Regions from separate parts of the Danio rerio genome. Here region 1 is linked to region 2. A link is a contact called in public Hi-C data. All regions are on one chromosome and are shown on one strand. Each heading gives the region's core, a stretch centred on a gene start, on an enhancer-like site or on the middle of the called end of the contact. The rest is flanking DNA. Distances are from core to core; before and after follow the strand shown.

Region 1 (6,183 bases), core at 2,423-4,922, 270 kb after region 2:
TGGTCTTGTAAAATTAAAAAAGTGCAGTCATTACGTTTTTAAAGCATTCAAAAGGCACACTAAAGCTTTGATGTTTACAGGGGAAAAATGATTCAAATTCAATAATCTAAACAAAGAACCTGTAAATATTTGTGAACATTTAATGATTTTCTGTTCTCTTATTTTCTTTTCACTTCACACAAAGAAAACCAACTAATATGCTTGCACTGTTAAATGCATGCTCTTTTAACCAACTACTTCTTTAAAGGAAAAATGTATGAATAAGTTCCCAGTAGGACAATCTGCAGTTATAAAACATGCAGCGTTTAGGCTTTTTAGGATAAAGATCTCCCTCCCCCTTCTGGTGTCCCACTTTAGCTTGGTTTCAGGATTTCATCTGTAAAGCTCTTCTTATAGGAGCATCCTCCTAAAAACCTCAATCTGTTTCCGTACACGAGTTTGAGAGTAACGTAAATTAATGCGACGCACTGGCTGAATATAATAACTTACACTGAAGATTTGCAGGTGCAGGTAACGTTATGGTCATCGGTAGACATATGCGAGGCTCTGCAAGACTGATTCAAACAGTTGCAGCCAAATACAAAGTCTAATTTGTACATTGCTACTACCTCAGTGTTTTCTTTTTTGAAAGTAACTTAACTTCCGTGAAGCTGGGAACACATACTAGCGTTGAGATTTCAATTAATAGCCAAGCCACCTTCGAAATAGGTCTGAAGGTGCCTGTAATACAAATTAGAATGAGCGAGGATAAATTGTTTATGTTTTATACAATTCTGGAGAGCAAACCGACCTTAATCTCGTTATCCACAGTTTCCAAAGTGCTTGCCTTTGGCGCTTCTTCAGCCTCCTACAGTTTAGCGACTGACGCCATCTTCTGGTGATGTGACGACATCACTTGCTAGTTACTAGAGGATAACTTTTGACCTCCGATAAATTTTACTTTATGTTTTTGAAAATTAAGTAAGCTATTTTAAAGGGCATTGTTTGTAAAAATATTAACATGTTAAAAAATATTGTGATGTTCACAAATCACACTGATATCCAAAAAATATTGCTTTTGACAATATGAGGCAAAATATTTCCATGTTTGACATTTTAGCTGTTTAAATGGTTAGAAAACATAAAAAAATAGTAAGTTAATGTTATAGAATGTTATCAATCTATTTAACGGGCCGTTATCAATGGCTCTGATAGATATGGGCCAGTAGGGGCCCTTTTGCACTGGTAGGCTCAGAAGGCTGTTAACATCCATCCACATGCACTGTAAAAAATGCAGGGATCCACACAATTCATTTATGTTGTCCCAACACAAATTGATTAAGTTAACGTAACAATTTTAACAAATTTAGCCTATATACAAAAAATAATAATAAATTAAAAAAACATGGTCCCAATGAAATGTCAAGAATTGTGTTGTTTCAGCTAATTTTAGTTTAAACAAGTAAAAAATGTTTTTTGAGTGTGGTTAGTCAGCTATACTAATAGAGAAGACTCCAGATCCAGATCTGTTTTGCATTACTGTGACGGTTGGGTTTAGGGTTGGGGAAGGGGTAGATGTTAATACACATTACAATTAATGCGAAAATTAATAAATAATAAAAATAACTTTCTTTAAGTTCTGGACGCAGTCACATGTGATCTATAGGTGATTAGCCATGTGGATGCATGATTACAGTCTTCTGAGCCTACCAGTAGGCTCAGAAGGCCTCTACAGGCTCATATCGATCAGCTGATAAACACTGATAACGCCCATTCAATGGAGCGGTGACATTTTTATCAGTCCTCAGATAGTTAAATCCTGGTAAAAAAAAAAAAAAAAAAACAATAATCAAAAAATTGTTGAGAATTAGAAAATATCATTGACCTCTTTATAAAAACAATGTAAGTCTGTGAGCCTGAGGTATCCACACTGTTTTACCACAACAAAAATTAATATAAGTTTTTGACGCTGAAAAAATATTCATAGGATTAAAACATTTCTTTAAGATAACTAGTTGCAAAAAAAAACTAATTAAATGTAGTAATTTTTTATGAACTTAATTTTTTTTTGATGAAATGTATTTGTTTAAATTCAGCCCATTTCAATTGTTTGCTGCCAGTTAGTAAATCCAAAGAATAATTTTAGTAAGTGTATACCATAGCAGCCAAACTGTTTTTACTACATTAACCATAGGGTAACCATGTAATTTGTAGTAAAACTGAATGGAGCCAATAAACCATGTTACTATATGCTTACTATAGGGGGGACAAAATCTTGTTTATTTTTCGTAACAGCAAAATAGTCAGATCTTACAAGTTACCTGACATTCTAGAAGAAACAACAATAGTTAATGCGGAGGAATAAATGCAGCATTTATAATAATTATAAAACAATTAAAAGTTCAACACTTGACAATTAATGTTAATTATTTAAAGACATTCCAAGAGGATACTTAGTTATTTGAGTGTCTAATTTGACTGTATGCTTACTGTTGTCTTTGTACACAAGCTATCTTACAGGTGATATTTGTGAGAGGAGCAAGTAAGGTGAGTTTTTTTGTAAATGTTCAGAATTGAGGTGGAGTAGACATGCTGTAGCAAAGCAGAACTCTTGTACTGACACATGACATGAACAATCAACAATGACAATACTGGCAACATTAACACATGTCACAAATATGCCTTCAAGAAAATAGGGTGATTTTAATGAGTCAGATGAATGAGTCGCTAGCCATAATCTCTTATCTTGTGATAAAGGTTTGAAAGAGGAACAGTGGTGAAGCTACTTATTCTCAGCCAGACAGAAGTAATCTTTCTAAAGCAACTTTGCGTTCGTTGACTTGGGTGAGTATCCATTTGAATTTCATTCTTCTGGAGAAAGCCTTATTTGTTTTACTTTGGATAGAATAAAAGCAGTTATTATTTTTTTTAATTGGGGAAAAAAAATAAACAGGGGTTCTAATATTTCAGGGGGGCTAATAATTCTGACTTCAACTGTATGTATATATACACACACACACACACACACACACACACACACACACACACACACACATATTACTGGATCTGGGTGAATCATTGTGAAGAAATGACAGCATAGTTCACCCAAAATACAACATCTGTCATCATTTATTTAGCCTCTACTTGTTCTAAACTAGTTTTTCTTTTTCTGTTGAACACAAAGATATACTGAGGAATGTCAGAAAGCAACAGCCAATGCCTTCCATAGAATTTATTTATTTTTGTTCTTACTATGGATGTTAAACCTAATGACTGCAGGTTTACCACAGTCTTCTGATACCTTGTGTTGCGCTTAAAAGCAGAAAGGTATACATAAAATGTTACAAGCTCTTTAATATTTCCATAGGAAATATTCATTTTTACAGTATTACACTTTATCAATGTTTTTGTATAAATAAAATACTGGGTCATTAAAGAGGAATTTTGTTTTGAATTCCCAGTCAAGGTGAAAATGTGACTTCCTGTTTGATTACTTCATATAGATTTATATGCATTTGCTTTTTCTTGTAGTCTAGTTATGACTTGTTCGAATATGTCAAATGATATTTGCATTGTTATGAAAGCTTGGCATTAGTATGTGAATGAAAAGGTTAACTTCATGTAGGTGACTTTTTAAGAAAACTAGCTTTTCAAGCTATGCATGTACCGCCTTTTCCATACTCAGGCACTCTCACTTGCGTTTCAAGGACAGCTGTATCCAGATCTCCACACAAAGCTCCAACAATGCTTAAGGTTAGATTGTCTTTCCCTTTTGGATTTATTTTAAGCACCTGCAGTTGACATGCTTGTAATGTAACATTTTGTGAGACATAAAATAGTTCCCTTTTTTCCTCTAGCTGTAATGATTGCTTACATCAGTTGAGAGTGCAAATCTTGTGATCATATAGATCATGTGTTATTTGGGAATTTTTGTAAATCAGATGGTGATATTTCTCAACCGCCTCAGTTTCTGTTTCTGTTTGTTTTTCTTTTAATAGAAAGAAGCCAAGCCATACTGGAATCTGTCTGTCAAAGTTTTGCGCGCAAAGATCCATCAGTCCTACGACTACTGTGAGACAATTCACATTCTTAACAGCAACCAAATATAATCTTACAGATTACAGACCGTACTTTTTAGCAAAAGTCCCAAGCTCACTGCAAGCACGTCCAAACCTGTTTGCAGATTTGATGTAAAATGTGTGCTGTTGTTTGAACTTGCTCTGCTGATTATGTTTGACGCTTTTATAGAATATGTAATAATACACAATAAAAGTTCTAATCCAAAGTGTCAGAATGAATATCAGTATGATCCTTTCCAGACTGAAAGGCATTTTTAAGCATTTACAATTCGACTGTCCATCATAAATATCTCTTTGTAAGTGTACATTATGACTCACTAACATTTTCAATTTATTTTTCTTTAGTGAATGAATCAGACTGCTATGTCATCCTGAACTTACCCACGGCATCAGCCCGCACAAAACGCACCAAGACTATCCCAAGTAATAACAACCCCGAATGGAATGAAACTTTCACTTTCCGGGTGTTCAGCAACATTAAGGTAAACCATTGAAATTGATAAGATTTTTTTAACCTCCACTATTCAGTCATCTTTTTAGTAGGATGTGTCATATGAACTAAAATGTAGGCATATCATTTTTACTTTACGTTTTACGTTTCATCATATTTACGTTATGAGATCAGTTATTATTAATTACAGTTACTCTTGCAATTCTTTATTCATGTCCTCCTGCACAGAACGTTCTGGAGATCATGGTCTATGATGAGGATCCATTCATGAGAGATGACCAATGCGGCACAATCCTATTTGATGTCAATAACCTCACTCCTGGGAAAAAGGAGACCAAATGCTTCATAATAAATGAAAAGGTCAGTGCTATATATGAGCTATATATGAGAATCTAAAAAGACAGTGCAACATAAAACGCATTCTTGACAGAGCACCTAATATTTGGTTTGTGATTATTAACATTTCTTTCTCAGACCAAGAATGAACTGTGGGTAGAGTTTGAGATGACTAAAAGGTGAATGAGCTTCTGGTAATTTTTTTTTTATATTTACTTTTATGTACAATTATAAACTTGTAAAAACTTATGATAAAGGTTTTTTGCTTGTGCATGTATTCCAGCTCTGTGACACCAAGACCATGTACATCTAATGGAGTGTTGGTGGTATGAATCTTTACTTTGACAGCTTTCTTACGTGTATCATGAGTTACAGTAGAATATATTGTATTCAGATTATTCTGAATGATAAAATTCTGAACTATAGATTTTCTCAAAAGGTTTCAGGTTCACTCTTGGCACAAAAAAAAAAGATTCCTACATCAGATTAACTTTTGGTTTCTCATGAAAACAGGCAGGACCTTTTTGTGAGCTGAATGTGGAGATAGACAAGCTTCTTAAGAACTCTGAAGGTAAATATGTTTTCATTACAAAACATTTTCATCCTAATTTTTCAAGTAAAAGCTTCGATAATAATACTATTCACAAATAGATGCAGTAGAAAATAAAACGTGACCCTGGACCACGAAACCAATTATTTGTAACAGTTTTATATATAAATAGATTTGTCCATCACATGAAAGCTAAATAAATACACTTTCCATTTATGTATACGTTAGGATAGAACTATAATTGGCCAATATACAGTACAATGTAAGTAAAATGTTTATCTAAAAACAAGAAAATCACCTTTAAAATTGTCTTCACCCGCTTCGAATGATATCACTCGATTGAATGAGCATTATCAGTGGTTATCAGCTGATAGATATGGGCCAGTAGGGGCCTTCTGCACCTACTGGTAGATTTAGAAGGCTGTTAACATCCATCCACATGGTTAATCAGCTATAGTAATAATGAAGACTCCAGATCCAGATCTGTTTTTACATTACTGTGATGGTTAAGTTTAGGGTTGGGGTAGAGTAGACGAGGTGTTAATAAAATATAATGGGAAATTTAATAAATAATATTAATAATTCTCATTTACTTCAGGCCACAGCCATATGTAATCTATAGCAGATTAACCATGTGGATGGATGATAACAGCCTTCCGAGCCTACCAGTAGGCACAGAAGGCCCCTATTGGCCCATATCTATCAGCTGATAACCACTGAAAACGCCCATTTAATCGAGTGATAACATTTGAATCGGCTGTAGTCTTAATGAAGCAAACGCACAACAT
Region 2 (6,084 bases), core at 2,018-4,517:
TACTCATTCATTTTTCTTTCAGCTTTGTCCCTTATTTATCAGGGGTCGCCACAGTGGAATCAACCGCCAACTATTCCAGCATATGTTTTACACAGTGGATGTTCTTCCTGCCACAACCCAATACTGGGAAACACCCATACATTCTCGCAATCAAAGGCACTCATACACTATGGCCAATTTAGTTCCAGAGTACCCGGAGGAAACCCATGCAAAGATGGGGAGAACATGCCAACTCCATACAGAAATGCCAACTGGCCCAGTCGGGACTTGAACCAAGGACCTGCTTGCTGCGAGGTGACAGTGCTGACCACTGAGCCACCGTACAGCCAAAATATATATATATATATATATATATATACTTGTGCAGTGCATCAAATTCAAAAGTGTATTTTGTCAGCATTTACACTGACTAATTCTTACACCAAATAATTCTTTCAACAAAACAAGAAAACTCGCATTTCACCCTTAAATATTTATTCAGCTTTACACAAAACTTCCAAGTATCTGCCATACTATGAAACAATCACTTCACACCCCACCCAAAAGTTGCTGATCTAGTTTAGTGACGGGACAGCCTGAACACTACTTAGCTTCAGGAGAGTCACACGGGACTGCGATTCAATCATAGAATGATCTATGTGATTTCATGCCTCAAAAGAGTTTAAAACCACAGACATCTCAGAAGAATGGCAATAATGCATGTAATATATTAACACCCATCAGAGAGGGCGGTACGCTTAGAGATAACATTCGAAATGCTTTGCATATAAAGAAAATAGATCCAGGACTTTCAGCAAGAGGACAAAGTAAATATGTATAACATAATTATTATTTAATGTAATAACAATTTTGTTTTACAATCAAAGCATTTATAATCAATGCATTAACTGTAACAGCTCTTATTAAAGTTTTAATATCATTGTTTTAAACAGTGAGCCCCCTGGTTGTCTAACTGAAGTTAACATTGAAGTTGGTTTTATATTTGCATATTTATTCAGTGACAACTTGTAACATGCTTCCTATATTGTTTACCATGGTGCCATTTGAATAGAGGATATATGGTCTGAGATCATATGCAAGTATGAATACTGACCATGAACAATGTTGTACTTTGATAGTCATTGGCTGCTAATATATGCTGATATTTCACTATTTAAAATTTGCAGGGATTATTTTTGTGAAATTATAATAGGAATAGAAGAGAAGAGAAAGTCTTTACCTCAAACAACATTAGCACTATTTAATTAACAGTGAATAATGTTGTACTTTGATAGTCATTGGCTGCTAATATGCTAATATATGTAAATATTTCACTACTTAGAATTTGCAAGGATTGTTTTTGTGAAACTATAATATTAAAGAGAAAGTCTGGATGGGTGAATATAAAACCAACTTTACCTCAATATGTTTACCCTGGAACTCTGAATATTCTGTCTGAAATCACATGCAAGTATGACTTAAAAACAACATTAGCACTATTTAATTGACATTACGAAATGTGCTTTGATAGTCACTGGCAGCTGTTATATGCTAATATGTCACTACTTAGGATTTGCAAGGAATATTTTTGTGAAATTATAATATAAAAGAGAAAGTCTATTTGTGCGAATTTAAACCAACTTTACCAAAATATGTTTACCATGGTACTTTGAATATTTGGTCTGAAATCACAGACTTGAAAACAACATTAGCACTATTTAACTGACTATAAACAATGTTGTACTTTAGTAGTCATTGGCTGCTAATATGATTTCACTATTTAAAATTTGCACAGACTATTTTGTGAACTTGTATTATCAAGAGGAATGTCCCATATGCGAATGTAAAACCAACTTTACCTCAATGGTTGTCTATAAGTCTTAAAGCAATGCATTCAGAAACACAAACACCCCAAAACCAGTTCTGCAAGCGCACAGAGCATCAGTGCCAGATGTGTAAGATCAGCTGTGAGTGTGTCTCACCTCCTGCACCGTCTCCCCATCTCCTTCCCCGAGCCTCCAGGATCAGTATCAGCGTCTGTCCCTTTGTGGCACTGCTTTAGATCGGAGCTGCCGTCCGTTAATGTAGCCGTGAACGAGCTGCCATGATCTGCGCTGCCTTTTCGCTTTCGCATCACTGAAATATGAAACAGCACACACACACACGGATGAGACTGGAGGATTTTGTACTGCAGTCCTGCGCCTATGCTGGCTAAATCAGGCGGCAGGGCGTGTGGGAATTCTTGCAACCGTGCTGGATGAGAGTGTTCAGCGACGGAGTGTGTGATCCGCTGTTTCTCCGCCCGGGGATTGTGACATTCAGCACTTTTTCTTCCTACATTGTTTTGCTGGACTCAGATACTGCAGAGACCAGCTGATCAGTTCCCCCTCCGTTCTTTCGCTCAGCCAATCACATACAGCCACCCCGCCCACTCCATCGCCTCAACAGCCAATCACAGCCCACGCTGCTTCGCCGATAGCCAACTAAACGGAGCGGCTGCGCCCCCTCTTGTTTCAGATTGAATCGTGTAGTGTAGGGTTGCCAGATCAACTGAAAATTTGTAGCATGTTCTTCTGTTTACTTTTTTCATAAAAACTTACGCAGCAAGACTATTAGTGGCATTCTCGCACTAGATGGCGCTGTATTTTCATGCTATATTACGTTACAAAGCAAATATTCTACATTTATTTCTACAAGATCTGGCAACATCCCGATTGTCCAACAGACTTCCGTACAGAGCAAACATAACCATCCTGTTTTACTGGCTCCTCAGTAATTCAAGCCAGTCTTTTCTGTAATTATATAACAATAAGTGGACTTGCTACGATTTAGACAAACATTACTTATAATAGCGACTTTATTACGACTGCATTGCTGCAATTAAGTAACAGCCGTTGTGCTAAAAAGCTAACAAAGTGTTAAACTATAGCAAAACCATCATACACACGACAATATCACCAAAAATGCATTTTATACATGTCGAACTACATAAACTCGCTTTAAATGCCTAAAATATAAACAATTATATAAAAACAAGTGTATAAAACAACCCAATTATATAAACAACCACTAATGCTTCATCGCGCGAGAACCAAACAAACAACATATGCAGGAATAAACATTTATTTAAGTATCGGAGAGCACGCGCATAAAGCTCTAGTTATGAATTCGGTAACTGTATAAATCTTAAAACCAAACCTGTTCATTCTGCTGGGATTTGATCGTAGATATCTGTTGTTTTGACAGAACGCGTGCAACAGCAAGCTTCCTCACACGTGACCAAATGATTATTTAGCGGAAGGAACACCGTGCCATTAAACAGTGGCAAAACAGAATTAAAATAAAATTATATTTTAAGTGACTAATATTAAGCCTAAAATACAAATAATGTATGATTATAAACAATAGTTATATGAAAACCCAATGGTTTTAAATAGTCTGGAAACCTTTATTTTGTTTGTATTTTAAGTCTCTTTGTGTGGATCAAAATACAACACAAGCAGTATATTGGGAAATATTAACATTTGGAATATAAAATCCTATGTGAAATTTGTAGAAAAAAATTATTAAAAAATCACATCCGCTGTGTAAAACATGTGCTGAATAAGTTGGCTGTTCTGCTGTGGCGACCCCAGATTAATAAAGGGACTAAGCTGACAAGAAAATGAATGAATATGTTCATATATATATATATATATATATATATATATATATATATATATATATATATATATATATATATATATATATATATTTATATTTATATATATTTATATATATATATATATATATATATATATATATATATATATATATATATATATATATATATATATATATATATATATATATATATATATACAAGTGTTATTTCATAATAATAATAAATATTGCTGTGTTGAATGTTCAGTAGCCATTATTTTCTTGGTGTTAAAGGGATAGTTTACCCGAAACTAAAAAATCATTTAAAGTCATTTAAACTAAAAGTCATTTACTCATCATTCACTTGTCAAAAACCTCTTTGAGATTCTTTCTGCTGCTGAACACAAAATGATAATTTGAAAAATGTTGTAAACCTGCAACCAAGTCAATGGTCACAGGTTTCTAATATTTTTGTGAATAACTTCTTTTGTGTTCAGCAGAAGAAAAAATCTCATAACGCTTTGGAACCACTTGAGTGTGAGGAAATAGTGAGTACATATTCGTTTTTTGGGTAAACTGTCCCTTTAAGTGTCGCATCATCCTCCAGAAATCCTTCTAAAACAATGACAAAAGTGACAGTAAGAACATTCACAATGTTATAAAATATTTGATTTCAAATTCTCTATGAACTTTGTATTAATTAATGTATCATAAATAGTAAAATGCGTTTTCCACAAAAGATAAGCGGGGAAAATGTGTTTTGATAATAAAAATAAGAACATTCATTTATTTATTTTACTTACTTACTTACTTAGTCCCTTTATTAATCCAGGGGTCGCTACAGCAGAATGAACTACCAGCTTATCCAGCACATGTTTTATACTGCAGATTCCCTTCCAGCAGCAACCCATCTCTGGGAAACATCAATACACTCTCATTTACACTCATACACTATGGACAATTGAGCCTACCCAATTCACCTGTATCACATCTTTGGATTGTGGGGGAAACTGGAGCGCCCAAAGGAAACCCACGTAAACGCAAATGGAATAAACATGCCAACTCCACACAGAAATGCCAACTGACCCAGCCGAGGCTTGAACCAGCGAACTTCTTGCTGTGAGGCGACAGCACTACCTACTGCGCCACAGCGTCACCCCAAAATAAGATTATTGTTTTATTATTAATCCTAACAAAAGATATAATAATTAAAACTGCAATGATTCATATAACAAGAAGGCTGGGACAATGATGCTGAAAATTTTGCTTCGATGGGAAATTGTAAAATGTATTCACATAGAAAATAGTTATACTTAAGTGAAATATTTTTTATTGTACTTTCGATTTAATGGATGCAACCTTGGTGAGCAGAAGATAGTTACTTAAAAATATAAAAAAAATATTATTTTTCCAAACTTTTGACTGGTAGTATATACAGTTGCAATCAGAATTATTAACCTCCCTAAATTATATAACCCCCCACCCCCCACCCCACCCACGCCAATATTTTTCCCTAATTTCTGTTTAACAGAGAGATGTTTTTTTTTTTCTAAACATAATTGTGTTAATAACACATTTCTAATAATTGATTTATTCGATCTTAGCTATGATGACAGTAAATAATATTTTACTAGATGTTTTTCAACACACTTCTATACAGTTTAATGTATGATGTATAATTAGCATAAAGGGGCTAATAATTTTGACCCTAAAATGTTTTTGTTTTTTTTAATTAAAACTACTTTTATTCTAGAAGAAAAAAAAACAAGACTTTCTCCGGAAGAAAAAATATTATCAGACACACTGTGAAAATTTCCTTGCTCTCTTAAACATAATTTGGGAAATATTTAAAAAAGAAAAAAAAATCAAAGGGGTTTAATAAATCTGATTTCAACTGCGTTAATTTCAAGTCAAAGAAAACAATTGTCAAATGACAAGCAATTACTTCTAGCCTTATTTAATTAACAATTTAAAACTTGTATCTTTATATATTCTGCTTTGGGACAAAACATGTAACATTTAACATCTACCAATGTTGGTACACGTAAACTACTTTGCACTTGACCACGTGTTAACTCACAAAAAGTGTTGAAGAGTGCACCTAAATGTTAATGAACATAACTAAGCATTGTAAAAATGCAATTACTTTTCTGTTTAGCAGTCCCTTTGAATTTTACAAAATACACAAATGTCAATGCTATAGTGTTTTTGAACTATAGTATAAACGATTATACTCTATATTACAGCATTTAGAGCTTTTTGTAAATGAATAATGATATAGAGTACAGTAGTACAGTAACTGATAAACTGTATTTAATTCCTTAGTGTAATTAAAGTTTTACTACAGTAAAATATGGTGTATTCTAGATATACACTAGTTGTAGAAAACTACAAAGTTGTGTAATTTGTTTATATTACTATAGTTGTCGTGTTACTACCGCAACTACAGAATTACCACAACAG

What was found. Hi-C and Micro-C count contacts between places; a contact is called where the count stands out from the background.
Region 1: a Hi-C map of embryo shows a contact between it and region 2, with 3 times the contacts expected there. The contact joins the promoter of pla2g4f.1 here to the promoter of abhd12 in region 2. A contact is called at or near these places in 5 of 18 Hi-C or Micro-C datasets (caudal fin, embryo, hematopoietic stem cells and 1 more) and 1 of 4 datasets of contacts at active chromatin or transcription factors (embryo).

What each region holds. Positions count from the first base shown.
Region 1 is chr17:22,843,219-22,849,401 of GRCz12tu, forward strand. It overlaps pla2g4f.1 (phospholipase A2, group IVF, tandem duplicate 1), which reads left to right and starts at 3,673. Exons shown (of 20, transcript XM_021467398.3): 1 at 3,673-3,732; 2 at 3,978-4,050; 3 at 4,404-4,540; 4 at 4,738-4,869; 5 at 4,984-5,024; 6 at 5,129-5,171; 7 at 5,359-5,416. The coding sequence starts at 3,724. It also overlaps a transcript of vax1 not described here.
Region 2 is chr17:22,576,310-22,582,393 of GRCz12tu, forward strand. It overlaps abhd12 (abhydrolase domain containing 12, lysophospholipase), which reads right to left and starts at 3,268. Exons shown (of 14, transcript NM_001076597.1): 1 at 3,178-3,268; 2 at 1,962-2,115. The coding sequence starts at 2,113. The region is part of intron 1 of LOC141378555; the gene reads left to right.